Linked DNA regions of Pan troglodytes: region 2 is linked to region 1. The links are chromatin contacts, called in public HiChIP or PLAC-seq maps. All regions are on one chromosome and are shown on one strand. Each heading gives the region's core, a stretch centred on a gene start, on an enhancer-like site or on the middle of the called end of the contact. The rest is flanking DNA. Distances are from core to core; before and after follow the strand shown.

Region 1 (7,501 bases), core at 3,579-6,078:
CTTGCTCTGTCGCCCAGGCTGGAGTGCAGTGGCGCGATCTCGGCTCACTGCAAGCTCTGCCTCCCAGGTTCACGCCGTTCTCCTGCCTCAGCCTCCCGAGTAGCTGGGACTACAGGCGCCCGCCACTACGCCCGACTAATTTTTTTGTGTTTTTAGCAGAGACTATGGTTTCACCATACTGGTCAGGCTGGTCTCAAACTCCTGACCTCAGGTGACCCACCTGCCTCAGACTCTCAAAAGTGCTGGGATTACAGGCGTATGCCACAGTGCCCAGCTGTGCCTGTCTTTTTCTTTTTTTTCTTTTCTTTTTTTCTTTTTTTTTTCTTTTTTCTTTTTTTTGATACGGAGTCTTGCTCTGTCGCCAGGCTGGAGTGTAGTGGTGCGATCTCGGCTCACTGCAAGCTCCGCCTCCTAGGTTCTGGCCATTCTCCTGCCTCAGCCTCCCGAGTAGCTGGGACTACAGGCGCCCGCCACCACACCCGGCTAATTTTTTGTATTTTTAGTAGAGACGGGGTTTCACCGTGTTAGCCAGGATGGTCTCAATCTCCTGACCTCATGATCTGCCCGCCTCGGACTCCCAAAGTGCTGGAATCACAGGTGTGAGCCACCACACCCAGCCTATGCCTGTCTTTTTCAAATATTGTGTCTCCAGCATCTAGAATAGTGCCTTGTACACAGGAGAAGCTAAATACATTTTGTTGAATGAATGAAATTCAAATGATCCTTAAAACAGGAATCTTGGTCACTTATGTTTTTGTTTGTGTGTGTGTGTGTGTGTGTGTGTGTTTGAGACAGAATCTTGCTCTGTCGCCCAGGCTGGAGTGCAGTGGTTCAATCTCGACTCACTGCAAGCTTCGCCTCCTGAGTCACGCCATTCTCCTGCTTCAGCCTCCTGAGTAGCTGGGACTACAGGCACCCGCCACCACGCCTGGCTAATTTTTTGTATTTTTAGTAGAGATGGGGTTTCACCATGTTAGCCAGGATGGTCTCGATCTCCTGACCTCATGATCCGCCCACCTTGGCCGCCCAAAGTGCTGGGATTACAGGCGTGAGCCACTGCACCTGGCTGTTTTGTTTTTTGAGACAGACTCTTGCCCTATCACCCAAGCTGGAGTGCAATGGTTCGAACATGACTCACTGAAGCATCAACCTCCTCGGCTCAAGTGATCCTCCTGCCTCAGCCTCCCGCCTCAGCCTTTCAAGAAGCTGGGACCACAGGCATGCACCACAATGCTCAGCTACTTTTTTTTTTTTTTTTTTTTTTGAGACGGAGTCTCGCCCTGTCACCTGGACTGTAGTACGGTGATGTGATCGTGGCTCACTGCAACCTCCACCTCCCGGGTTCAAGCAATTCGTCAGCTTCAGCCTCCTGAGTAGCTGGGACTACAGGTGCGCACCACTACGCCCAGCTAATTTTTGTAGTTTTTAGTAGAGGTGGGGTTTCACCATGTTGGCCAGGCTGGTCTTGAACTCCTGACCTCGTGATCCACCTGCCTTGGCCTCCCAAAGTGCTGGGATTACAGGCATGAGCCACCGTGCCCAGCCAGCTAATTTTTTTAATTTTAATTTTTGTAGAGACAGGGTCTCGCCATGTTGCCCAGGCTGGTCTTGAACTCCTCAAGTGATCCACCCACCTCAGCCTCCCAAACTGCTGGGATTACAGGTGTGCAACACCATGACCAGGCTCAGTCACTTAAATGGGAAAATTACAAAAGTTGAATTTGGAGACATGAAGGCAGGTGTTTCATAATTTCTAATAAAATACTTACTTGTTTATTTTCTAATTTAATGTCTCATGCCCTTTAGACTGTAAGCTCCATGAAGGAAGGGACCATGGTCTGCCTTGTTCTTGACTCCATCCTAGCTCTACGTCAGGTTTATGGGAGGTACTCAATAAATATTTGTTGTATGAATACTTTCAATTACCAATGTGGATTGGAAGGTGATGAATCAAAGAGATGAAAATAGTACTGGTTAGGGCAGAATTGGGACAAGAAATTATAGCTATAGTTATAAGAGCTGTGGAGGATGAGGATTCTTTCATTCATTTAATAAATATTTATAAGGCACCTGCTATGGGCATGACATCGTGCTAGGCACAGTCTCTGCTGTTATGCAGATTTTAGTCTAGTGATAAATAAACAGGCAATTCATGAGATGAAATTTCCAAGGCAAGGGGTGCTTCGGGGAACATCTAGTGGGGAGCATTTAACTCGGACTTGGGCTGTCAGGAAGTGATGACTAAATGGTTGGTAGCTAAAGGAAGAGGGTATGGAAAGTGAGGGAGGCAGCCTAGAGGCAGGAGAGCCACTGGTAGCCTAAGGTTCCTTCTTAACTTTTTCCTTTCATCCAACAAATTTGTATTGACCCCATATCATATGCCAAGTATTGTTTTAGGACATCATTGAATTTGTATTTCAAAACTAGTTGTTGAAAAATGTAAAAAAAAAAAAAAAAGTTCTGTGTGTATGTGTTTGTGTGTGTGTGTATTCCCTTCCCTTAAACCCTTAGGTAGACACGCATCTGGGCTGCGTTCCCCATCCCCTTAAAGGGTCCCCAATCCCTTAAAGTGCATTGTAGATGCTTAATGTTTTACTGTGTTAATAAATTATCACATGTGAGTAACTAATTTGTGGTTTTTTGTTGTTGTTGTTTTTTTTTGGAGCTGGAGTCTCACTCTGTCACCCAGGCTGGAGTACAGTGGTGTGATCTCGGCTCACTGAAACTTCTGCCTTCTGGGTTCAAGCAATTCTCCTGCCTCAGCCTCCTGAGTAGCTGAGACTACAGGCACATGCTGCTACGCCCCGCTAATTTTTTTTTTTTTGTATTTCCAGTAGAGGTAGGATTTCACCATGTTGCCCAGGCTGGTCTTGAACTCCTGAGCTCAGGCAATCCGCCCACTTAGGCCTCCCAAAGTGCTAGGATTACAGGCATGAGCCAGGGCGCCCGGCCATCTGTGTGTTTTGTTGTTGTTGTTGTTGTTTTTTGAGATGGAGTCTCACTCTGTCCCCCAGGCTGGAGTGTAGTGGCGTGATCTCAGGTCACTGCGACCTCTGCCTCCTGGGTTTGAGTGATTCTCCTGCCTCAGCCTCCCAAAATTCTAGGATTATAGGAATGAGCCACTGTGCCCGGCAAGAAATGAATTTTAAATTTTATTTATTTTTAATTAATTTGAATTTAAATTGCCACATGTGGCTAGTGGCTACTGTATCAGACACCATATATCTCTGTATGGTAGCATAGTCTTTTTTTTGTTTTGTTTTTGAGACGGAGTCTTGCTCTGTCGCCCAGGCTGGAGTGCAGTGCTGCCATCTTGGCTTACTGCAACTTCCACCTCCCGGGTTCAAGTGATTCTCCTGTCTCAGCTTCCCAGCAGCTGGTATTACAGGCGTGTGACACCACTCCCGGCTAATTTTTGTATTTTTAGTACAGACGGGGTTTCACCATCTTGGCCAGCCTGGTCTCGAACCTCTGACCTCGTGATCCACCTGCCTCGGCCTCCCAAAGTGCTGGGATTACAGGTGTGAGACACCGTACCCGGCCAGTCTTTTTTTTTTTTCCTTGAGATGAAGTCTCGCTCTGCCGCCCAAGATGGAGTGCAGTGGTGCGATCTCGACTCAGTGCACCCTCTGCCTCCTGGGTTCAAGCAATTCTCCTGCCTCAGCCTCCCGAGTAGCTGGGACTACAGGTGCGCGCCACCATACCCAGCTAATTTTTGTATTTTTAGTAGAGACGGGGTTTCACCATGTCGGCCAGGCTGGTCTCAAACTCCTGACCTCAGGTCATCCGCCCACCTCGGCATCCCAAAATAATGGGATTATGGCCACCGCGCCTGGCCCTGTTTGGTAGTATTCTAAATAGTCTGAGTCAGGCAATGGGACCAGGTAGGCTTTCAGCCTCTCGCTTAAAAATGGAGATTGTTGGCCGGGCACGGTGGCTCACGCCTGTAATCCCATCACTTTGGGAGGCTGGGGTGGGCGGATCACGAGTTCAGGAGATCGAGACCATCCTGGCCAACATGGTGAAACCCCGTTTCTACTGAAAATACAAAAAGTAGCTGGGCGCGGTGGCGCGCGCCTGTAATCCCAGCTACTAAGGAGGCTGGGGCAGAAGAATCGCTTGAACCCGGGAGGCGGAGGTTGCAGTGAGCCGAGATCGCGCCACTGCACTCCAGCCTGGAGACAGAACGAATCTCCCTCTCAAAAAAAAAAAAAAAAAAAAAAAAAAAAAAAAAAAAAAAAGGAGATTGTTGGCTAGGTACGGTAGCTCTCACGCCTGTAATCCTAGCACTTTGGGAGGCCGAGGGAGGCAGATCACGAGGTCAGGAAATCGAGATCGTCCTGGCTAACACGGTGAAACCCAGTCTCTACCAAAAATACAAAAAATTAGTCGGTGTGGTGGCGCTCGCCCGTAGTCCCAGCTCCTCGGGAGCCTGAGGCAGGAGAATTGCTTGAATCCGGCAGGCCGAGGTTGCACTGAGCCAAGATCGCGCCACTGCACTCCAGCCTGGGCGACAGAGCGATACTGCGTCTCAAAAAAAAAAAAAGGAGATTGTTAATACGCGGTTATACAATGTCTAAATGCTGGGCTGTTGAATGCCACTGACAGTAATAAATATCTGTGCATAGTGGCAAGCCATAAGTAGCACCTCAGTCACCGAATAGTAATTAACTGCGTATCCTGGCATCCCGACAAGCAACCAGCTCTACCGGGTGAAAAGGTTGGTGGCTAAGGGACTCCAACCTAACCAGGGCGCACTCGCGGCATTCGGCGATCCCGCACTGCATCATGGACTTTGTAGTTCAACATGCCAGTGACGTCACTGCCGGTTCCCCTCTGAGTGGGCCTATCGGGTAGACTTCCGATAACCCGTTTTTCTCTGGGAATTGTAGTCAGTCAGCGCCTGCTGGGTGTCTGCTCGGGTGGTCTGGGAACTACAATTCCCGGCGGGCTCTGAGATGCCTTGGCTGTAGTTAGTAAGGAGCCGGATGATTGCCTCAGCAGGTGTGAAGCGTGTGCTTTAGTTTCGTGGGAGGCCTGGCATCCCCGAGAGGGAGGGGAAAGGTAACCACTCCTTTGTGGAGGTCGCCAGGGTCATTGTCGTGGATTTGCACAGTCGGCTGGGCGGTGCAATGGCGGTGAGTTTGAGCGGGAAGAGTCCGCAGGGGCCCTGGAGCCGGACTGGCCAGTCTCTAGGGGCTCTCCATGTGCTGTCCTGAAGGGAAAGTCTTTTCTAAAAGAGAGCCACGCTTAAGGCGTGCCTTTCGTAGAGACTTTGCTTTTTCTTGCTAGTTTATGAACCAGGAACTGATGTCTGTTAACTTTACGGAGTACTTGGATATCATATTTGTTATTTCTCTGGAGTTTCTAAAATCGAGGTGGAGAGCCGGGCACGGTGGCCCACGGCTGTAATCCCCGCACTTTGGGAGGCCGAGGCGGGTGGATCATTTGAGGTCAGGAGTTCGAGACCACCCTGGCCAACATGGTGAGACCCCGTTTCTACCAAAAATACAAAAATTAGCCGGGCGTAGTGGTGCGCGCCTGTTAACCCAGCTACTCGGGAGGCTGAGGCAGGAGAATTGCTTGAACCCAGGAGAGGGAGGCTGCTGTGAGCCAAGATCGCGCCACTGCACTCCAGCCTGGGTGACAGAGTGAGACTCCGTCTTAAAAATAAAATAAATAAATAAACAAACAAATAAAGCCGAGGTGGAGAGAGGAGTATGTAAGTTGATTCCTACTTACAGCAAAAAAAAAAAAAAAAAAAAAAATTGAGCTCCTCTTCGTAAAACAGACAAAAATCTCTCTTTTCATAGTGTTTATGTGTGTGGGTAAAATACACTGTGAAATATTGTGTCAGGTGCTGATAAATGCTGTGGGGAAAAAATAGAGCAGGAAAGGGTGCTAGGGAGTGTACGGTGGGGTAGTACAGTTGCAATTTTTAAAAATTTTTTTAAATTTGAGAGATGTTCTCACTCTGTGACCCAGACTGGAATGCAGTGGCGTGATCATGGCTCACTGCAGCCTGGACCTTAGGGCTCAAGCGATCCTCACACCTCAGCCTCCCCACAGCTGGTACTGCAAGCGTGCTCCATTACACCCTGCTAATTTTTTGTATTTTTAGTAGAGACAGGGTTTCGAACTCCTGGGCTCAAGCGATCCTTCTGTCTCAGCCTCCGAAAGTGCTGGGACTACAGGCATGAGCCATCCCGCCTGGTTTTATTTTTTTTTGTTTTTTGTTTGTTTGTTTGTTTTTTTCTTGAGACGGAGCCTTGCCCTGTCGCCAGGCTGGAGTGCAGTGGCGCGATCTCGGCTCACTGCAACCTCCTCCTCCCAGGTTCAAGCGGTTCCTCTGCCTCAACTTCCCGAGTAACTGGGACTACAGGCGCGCGCCATCATGCCCAGTTAAATTTTTTGTATTTTAGTAGAGACAGGGTTTCACCACATTGGCGAGGATGGACTCAATCTCCTGACCTCGTGATCTGCCCGCCTCGGCCTCCCAAAGTGCTGGGATTACAGGCGTGAGCCATGGCGCCTGGCCTGTTGCAATTTTTAAAAGGATGATCAAGCAAGGCTTTGCCAAAAAGGTGGCAAAAACGAGACAAGAGAGCAACCTATGCAACTATAGGAAGGAAGAGATTTCCAGGCAGGGGCAACAGTGTAAGTGAAAAGCAGGGATCCCGGGTAGAAGCCAGGGATGCTTCTAAACATCCTGCAGTGCACAGGACAACCCCTGAAAACAAAGAATTATTTGGCCCAAAGTGTAAGTAGTGCCAAAGTTTAGGAATATAGCCTTTTGTTACCAGTGAGGAAGTTGAGTCTCAGATTGATCAAATGACTTGCTCAAGGTTATACAACAAGTTGGTGTTTGGGCCAATATCAGATTTTATTATACTTGATCTTTGAGGTTTTGAGAAACAAGTTTTTCTGAGAAACAGAAAACTCAAAAGCTTTCTTGCATTTGGCATACTCAGTACAATGAAAAGAAACACATAGTTCTAAGTAATTTGTAAAAGACTTGTTTTCATAGTCTTCTTTACAATGGGTGACATGATCATATTTTTTATTTTTATTTTTATTTTTATTTGAAATGGAGTCTCGCTCTTTCCCAGGCTGGAGTGCAGTGGTGCCTCCCAGGTTCAAGTAATTCTCCCACTTCAGATTCCTGAGTAGCTGGGACTACAGGTGTGCGCCACCACGCGCCGCTAATTTTTGTATTTTTTGGTATAGTTGTGGTTTTTACCATGTTGGCCAGACTGGTCTTGAACGCCTGACCTCAAGTGATCCGCCCACCTTGGCCTCCCAGAGTGCTGGGATTACAGGTGTGAGCCAATGCACCTGGCCATGTTTTTTATTTTTTGAGACAGGGACTCGCTCTATCAACCAGGCTGTAGTGCAGTAGTGCAATCATAGCTCACTGCAGCCAGCCTTGACCTCCTGGGTTCAAGTGATCCTCTGGCCTCAGTGTTCCCATGTCCTGCTCATGGTAATTTTTAGGTAAAAG
Region 2 (7,501 bases), core at 3,010-5,509, 260 kb before region 1:
GACCATCCTGGCCAACATAGTGAAACCCCCACTCTACTAAAAATACAGAAATTAGCCGGGTGTGGTGGTGCTTGCCTGTAATCCCAGCTACTCAAGAGGCTGAGGCAGGAGAACAGCAGGAACCTGAGAGGTGGAGGCTGCAGTAAGCCAAGATCACACCACTGCACTTCAGCCTGGGAGACAGAGCAAGACATTGTCTTAAAAGAAAAAAAAAAAAAAAGGAATATGGATTGCATCAAAATAATCAGAAGGTCTTTTTCAAATTATATGCATCCCCAAAAGACAGAGGCCACTGTTACTGAAGGAATGTCCAACCTTTTAGGGCAAAAAAAAGTTAACCACCAAGGAAAGACACTCTTTCAGGCTTGAGTTAATAATGTACCCTACTCTTAGATTTTCTTTCCATCTGCCTCTCCTTTTTTCAAAAAGTCTACAGTATTCATTTCTGTACAATTTCATACTTCCTGGTTACAGCTTGAAGTTAAGCATTTAAGATCCAGAACCATAAAAAAGCCCTGTTAGGACTCCGTCTTCTGTTGTCAGGCTAGTTACATAATTTCTGAGCCTTGAGTTTCCTCAGATGTGAATGAGTAAGGAACAGAAAAGGTATCTGATATCTCTGTTCAATGAGATAATCTCGGTGAAACATTTAGGGTGGTAGCTGGTACACAGTAAACTACTTCAACTATCATTACTTTCATTCCCCCACAAAACCTAGCAGTGTTTATCTGTAAAAGGCATTTCATTATTAATTTGTTATGGTTTTCAAAAGTCTGCCACTAAAATGGTGACAAAATTCACATAATTTCCTTTTTTGAATAGCCTAAAGTTGCCATTTTCTGATGTTAATTATGCACAGAACATGGGCTGGGCTCTTTATATTATACTGCTTCATCACAACAACCTCACCAGAACCTGCAATGAGGATTAAACGAGCTAATAAAGTACTTGGAATAGTGCTTAGTATGTAAGTGCCATCTAAGTTATTAGCTATCATTACTGTTTCTGTAACATTAGGACAGTAATAGTACTGGTAAGTGTTAAATAATATTAATATTAGTAATGTTAGCTACTATTACTATAATTATTATATCAGGCCCTGTATAACCTGGCCCACATTAACCTTTCCACAAATTCTAGTCTTTTCCTTTAAATATTTCAAGTTTATTACTTTGAAGCCTCTGCACCTGTTCTCTTTGCCGAGCATGTTCTTCCCCAGATTTTCACATAACTAGCTCCTTCTCATTACTCAGCCTCTAGTTCAAATGTCACCTCAAACTGCTTTCCCACTTCTGGCCTCTACAGGCCCTCTCAGGATCATTATTCCTAATTTGAGTTTTCGATTATGATAAATGCTATGAAGAAATCTCCCATTTACTTCTGTATTATCTTTAGCCACTAGTATATAGTTCCCTTTAGTATACTGTTGCAACACATTAAAACACATTATTGTTTTAATAATGATAGTAAAGTTCCTATATACCAGCATGGTTATACAGACATTATCCATATTAACTCTTAATCCTCACTACAGCCCAATAAGGTAAGTTTGACACCATTTTTACAGAGGAAATGATAGCACAGAAAAATAATTTTCTTAAGGCAGCTAGTCAGTGATAACACCAGAATATTCTTATCCTCATTTTATAGATAAGGAAATTTAGATTGCAAGTATCTTAAGTATTGATAGGTAAACAAAGGCTCTAGGGAAAGGATCTATACAAATGACTCTGGAAGTTACTTTAATGGTATTTGGAACGTCTATAAATTTTCCATCTATTGTGATTTGCATTCCTACCACTTACAACCTTTCTGAAAAACAAAAGCCTACTTGCACGAATAGAAGGAACAAAAATATTTCACAAGAACATCATGGAAATACAAACATAAGGTATTTTTCTATAATAGAAGTTGTCTATCCAGATACGCAATCTCCTCAATGCTAAAGACAATACTTTAACTGGAGGGGCAAGAAATAAAAAGATGCTACCGATATATGGGGGCAAATTGTATAAACTATGATTGAGGGAACCTGAGGTTTAGTCCAGACCCTGCCAACTACCCAGTGACCTTGTGTAAGTCACTTCACACTTACAGGCAGATTTAATCATTTGATGTGGTTGATTTCATTTACAATTTAGATGGCTCTTACTTAAGCTGGAAGCTCCTGCAGGACAAACCTCTTTTTTCGGTCTGGTTCAGGGCACTATTGCCAGCACCTAGGTCAGCAACTGTCATGTAGCACACAATAAATGTCGGCCCAATAAGTGAAGTATCTTTAAATCTCCTATCTTCATTTATTTACAACATAACTACAGAACATCTCATTTGCCAGGCGGTTATGACAGACACACCATGAAGTACATTCAGGTTACAAATATAATGCAAAAATTAAGCCCCAACTTCTGCCATCAAAGAGGCCACATACACACCTAATTTCATGAGAAATGCTAAAATAAAGATCTGTACAGTATGCTCTGCAAGCAACTTCCAATCCAAGAGGCTACGTTATAAAATATTTGCAACAGGGCAAATTCATTTGCAAATTAAAGCCCTATTCAAATCAGTTGTGCAACAGTGTCTAGACTATTAATAAAGCCTAAACGGCTTTATTAATAAGGATTTTTTTTAAAGCTTTAGAAAGATACTTTCTAAAATGCAAAAGAATGTTCCCTAATAAATCCATCTGAAACTAGCTAAGTAACCTCCCTTTAAGATCGAAATCAGGAATAAACTTGGCATCGCTAATATTTAAAGATGCTGACAATTCACCTTGATCACTCCTTAATACTGTATACATATGGAGTTTAAAGGATTTCAGATTCATCTCTGAAATAAAACAAAATTTCATTTCTGCCAAAGTGGAGATTTGTGTGTGCGACCATACAGAATCTGAAAGGCATTTTCCTCTTCTAAAACCTTGAATAACAATACCCATTTCCTTACACAATTTCATCTTAAGTTCTAGACAGTATCAACCGAGTCTTCATAATCTACACTGCTCTTTTTCATTTTCAAACGTTGACAATAGCACAATTCAGAATGGGAGCTGAACATCTGAAATGCCATTTCTCCCATACAGAAAAAAAACAAAGTACCAAATACACATAAAGCATAATACCTCTTTTCCTCAAAAACCACTGACCAAAAGATTTCTCCAGGTCACTCTCATTTTACCAAATTTTAATTACAAACTCATAGGCACTGAGGTTCCAGGGGAAAAAAGGTCACTGCACTGTTCAAGGAAATGGCATGAGTAGTAGAAGAATAGAACGCCAATCGGGATTGCAGGCTCTGAAACCTGACTGCCTGAGTTCAAGCCACTTCCTGGAGCCACAAATCCGCCTATGCAATCTTATTCTACTGACTCAACCTCCACGAGGCTGTTATCTCACCTGTAAGATGGGCGAGTAACAACTGAAGACGCCTCTGGTCTGTGGCCTGCAAAATGTTAATAGCAACTACTCCAAAGGGTGGTTGTGAGGATTAAATGAGACAAACCAAAGTAAAGGGTTTACTGGCACAAGGTAAGTGCCTAATAAGGGGTTGCTACTGTTGTTGCTACTCACAACTACAGGATAATAAGGAATAAAGGGATGAAAAAAGGAAGAAAAGCCACAGAAGTTAAGAAAGGCAAGCAATGAGGGGGATGAAATGAAAGGGCAAACGTGGGGAGCCCAAAGAGCCGCGGAGGGCGTGGAGAAGGCTTAGCCAGAAGTGGCGAGGGGTACAGGGGAAGTAACTGCGGAGTGCAGAAACGTCGATGAGGAAAATCAGGCCCGCAGCGGAGCGCGGCCTGGAGACAGACTCAGGTCGGCCGAGACGGAGGCGACACGCGGCTGAGGCGGGGCCCAAAGGCGGGAGCACCGCGCCCGGCCAGAGGGCTGCAGGCCGCGAGAGGCGGCGAGACCCCAAGAAAGCACTAGGAAGCAGCCAGTGAACGCGCAGGAGGCCCTGGCCCAGCCCGGGCCCGGCTCTCATTCAAGCCACCTTCCCCTTCCCCCTTCTTAAACCCCATGCGGTCCCGGCCCGGGCCGCCCGGCTCCGCTACCCACCGTCCGCCCCGGATCTCCACATGGCAGGTCTAGCCTCTGGGGCTCTCGTGAGCAGAGATGTGAAGGAGGGCAGCGTCTCTTACCTGAGCTCCCCCGGGTTGAATCGTTCACTCTCGCCCCCGTCCCCGCCACGCTCCGCCATTACAGAGGGCCGTGTTCATCCACCCGCCGACCCGGCGTCTCCTATTGGCTAGAAAAATCGTCAATCCCCAATGAGAGAGGCGGAGACAGCAGAAGTCTGAGATGCGGTTGGTCAAACTTTCCATCAATCTTCGAAATGGGGGCGGTATGTTCTTTGCTATTGGGCAAGGCGCCCGCCGACTTTGAAAGCGGTATGAAGACAGCCAGTTGATTGGTGACTCGGGGGCTTTATGGGAAATGAGATTTTAGCAGTGAGGAGCCGCCGGCGCCCTCTCGCGGTAAGCAGAACTAAGTCCTCCCAAGTTCGGCTCAGCCTGCGGTAGCCACGTGTCTGTCGGCTTCCAGGAGAGCCAATTGTGGAGCCATATTGGCCAGTAGTAGCTGAGGCGGAGAGCATTTCCACTGGGCAAGCCAATCAAAATCGACCTGGGCCGCGCCTAAACCGATTGCACAGTTGGTGTGGAAAGCCGCTATTTCCTAGCTTTACAGTAGCAGGAGTCTTAAGTCACCACTCAGCTCTATATCCATGTTATTAAATAATATATTATTAATTACAAGAATACCTCCCAAATTATACTAAACCGTTGCAAGCCAATAGGTGTTATAAGTTGCTGCATTAAGAAAGGTAAATTGGCGAAGGCAAGCCTCTTTGCAATTTACAGCTTAACCACGTCTCCCTCGATCTCAAAATGTGCTTGTCTGAAATTAGCACACCCAGAATACCAGACAATTCTGAATATTTATTTAGTTTTTCTAATTAACAAAAAAAAAAAGTTTTGGATTTGGGGTTTCAAAGGCACAATGAAGATGAGCCCTTTTATTAAAGTCGTAAAAATATTAAAATAATACTAATAGATAAATTTTACTTGGACATAACCATGTAGCAAACCCGGATCTAAGTATGTCAGGTACGTTAACTCTTTTAAGATTCAAAAATTACTAGGAGGTGGGTAACATAGTCACTGTTTGTAGATGAGCTTGAGGCACAGAGAAGTTAAGTAACTTGCCCAAGGTCACACATTTACTAAATAGCAGAGCCTGGTCTTAACCCCAGTCAGCGTAGTAGCAAAGCAGCACTCTTAAATACTGTAAGCCTAAATAATTGGATCCACATAAAAACATGTGCACAAATGTTCACAGCAGCAATATTCATAATAGCCAAAAAGTATTGTAACAACCCAATGACCATCAGCTGATGAATGGTTAAGAAACATGGTATAGGCCGGGCGCGGTAGCTCAAGCCTGTAATCCCAGCACTTTGGGAGGCCGAGACGGGTGGATCACGAGGTCAGGAGATCAAGACCATCCTGGCTAACACGGTGAAACCCTGTCTCTACTAAAAAAAAATAGCCCGGCGTGGTGGCGGGCGCCTGTAGTCCCAGCTACTCAGGAGGCTGTGGCAGGAAAATGGCGTGAACCCCGGAAGCAGAGCTTGCAGTGAGCAGAGATCGCGCCACTGCACTCCAGCCTGGGCGACAGCGAGACTCCGTCTCAAAAAAAAAAAAAAGAAAAAGAAAAAAAGAAACATGGTATAACTGTGCAATGAAATATTGTTCAGACATAAAAAGCCACATACAAAACGGCCGCCTGTTGTATGATTCCATTTACATGAAATATGATGAAATTGCATTGCATTTCAGGCAAATACATACAGACAGAAAGTAGAACAGTGGTTTCCAGGAGGTAGAGGGGAATGAGGAATTGGAAGTGACTGCTGATGGATATGGAATGTCTTTTCGGATGATAAAAATGTTCTGGAATTGGCGCTGATGGTTGCACAACTTTGTGAATATACTAAAACCCATTGAATTCTATACTATTTATTTATTTATTTACTTATTTTGAGAGGGAGTGTCACTCTGTCACCCAGGCTGGAGTGCAGTGGCATGATATCAGCTCACTGCAACCTCCGCCTCCCAGGCTCAAGCGATCCTCACACTTCAGCCTCCCAAGTAGCTCCCACAGGCCTCCGCCACCACGTCCAGCTAATTTTTTATATTTTTGGTAAAGACGGGGTTTTGCCATGTTGGCCAGGCTGGTCTTGAACTCCTAAGCTGAAGTGATTTGCCCACCTTGGCCTCCCAAAGTGCTGGGATTACAGGTGTGAGCCACTGCATACAGCCAACTTGTATACTTTAAAAGGTGAATTTTACTGTATGTGAATTATATTTTAATTCAAAAACACCATTCTACACTGAATTCCAGTTAAATATTCAAAATCAATTAAATATGATAAATTGTGATAAAGGCTTCACACAGTTCTGAGCATGAATAATTGGAGGAGAGCATGGTGAAAATTTTGTTAAAGATGTGATATTTGAGGCTGGGTGTGGTGCCACAGGCCTGTAATCCCAGCACTTTGGGAGGCCAAGGCGGGAGGACTGCTTGAGTTCAGGAGTTTGAAACCAGCCTGAGCAAAATGGTGAGACCTCACCACTACAAAAAATCAAAAATATTAGCCAGGCATTGTGATGCATGACTGTGGTCCCAGCTACTTGACAGGCAGAGGTCGGAGGACCGCTTGAGCCCACTTGAGTCGAGGCTACTGTGAGCTGTAATTGCAGCACCGCACTCCAGCGTGGGATACAGAGTTAGACACTGTCTTAAAAAAGAAAAAAAAAAAGGTGTGGCATTTGAACAAACTATAGTTTGACTAAAAGTTGGGAGTTAGATCCCTTTTTCAACATCAGTGTGTATCCCCAAGTTCTGGTCAACTATTCTGAAAATAATACTGGTATAGATGGCTCATTACAAACTAATTCCTACTAAAAAAAGATTCAAAATGGAAAGCTTATAGAAAATAAGTCACTAGCATATATAAAAGATGAAAACAGGCCGGGCGCCGTGGCTCACGCCTGTAATTCCAGCACTTTGGGAGGCCGAGGCAGGTGGATCACCTGAGGATTTTGAGACCAGCATGGCCAACATGGCAAAACCCCGTCTCTACTAAAAAAATACAAAAATTAGCTAGGCATGGTGGCACGTGCCTGTAGTCCCAGCTACTTGGAAAGCTGAAGCAGGAGAATCGCTTAAACCTGGGAGGCAGAGGTTGCAGTGAGCCGAGATCTCGCCATTGCACTCCAGCCTGTGTGACAGAGTGAGACTTCATCTCAAATAAAAAATGAAAACAAATTGTCAGTCGAAGAAACTCCTTGCAGGTATTAAAAATTTTATTATCTGATAGTTTTTATTATGTTATTTATATCTAAATACACTTTAAGATATTTATATTATAGTATAATCTTTTAAATAGATTAAGTATATACATATGTATATCTATCACATGTAATGATAATCATGTGTAT

What was found. HiChIP or PLAC-seq counts read pairs in DNA pulled down with a chosen protein or histone mark.
Region 2: a contact with region 1 is called in an H3K4me3 HiChIP or PLAC-seq map of stem cell-derived excitatory neurons, with 5 times the contacts expected there. The contact joins the promoter of TCERG1 here to the promoter of LARS1 in region 1. A contact is called at or near these places in 1 of 7 Hi-C or Micro-C datasets (stem cell-derived neural progenitor cells) and 1 of 1 datasets of contacts at active chromatin or transcription factors (stem cell-derived excitatory neurons).

What each region holds. Positions count from the first base shown.
Region 1 is chr4:143,911,747-143,919,247 of NHGRI_mPanTro3-v2.0_pri, reverse strand. LARS1 (leucyl-tRNA synthetase 1) reads left to right here and starts at 4,828. Exons shown (of 32, transcript XM_001157096.7): 1 at 4,828-5,138. The coding sequence starts at 5,133.
Region 2 is chr4:144,174,898-144,182,398 of NHGRI_mPanTro3-v2.0_pri, reverse strand. It overlaps TCERG1 (transcription elongation regulator 1), which reads right to left and starts at 4,259. Exons shown (of 22, transcript XR_010157357.1): 1 at 4,139-4,259.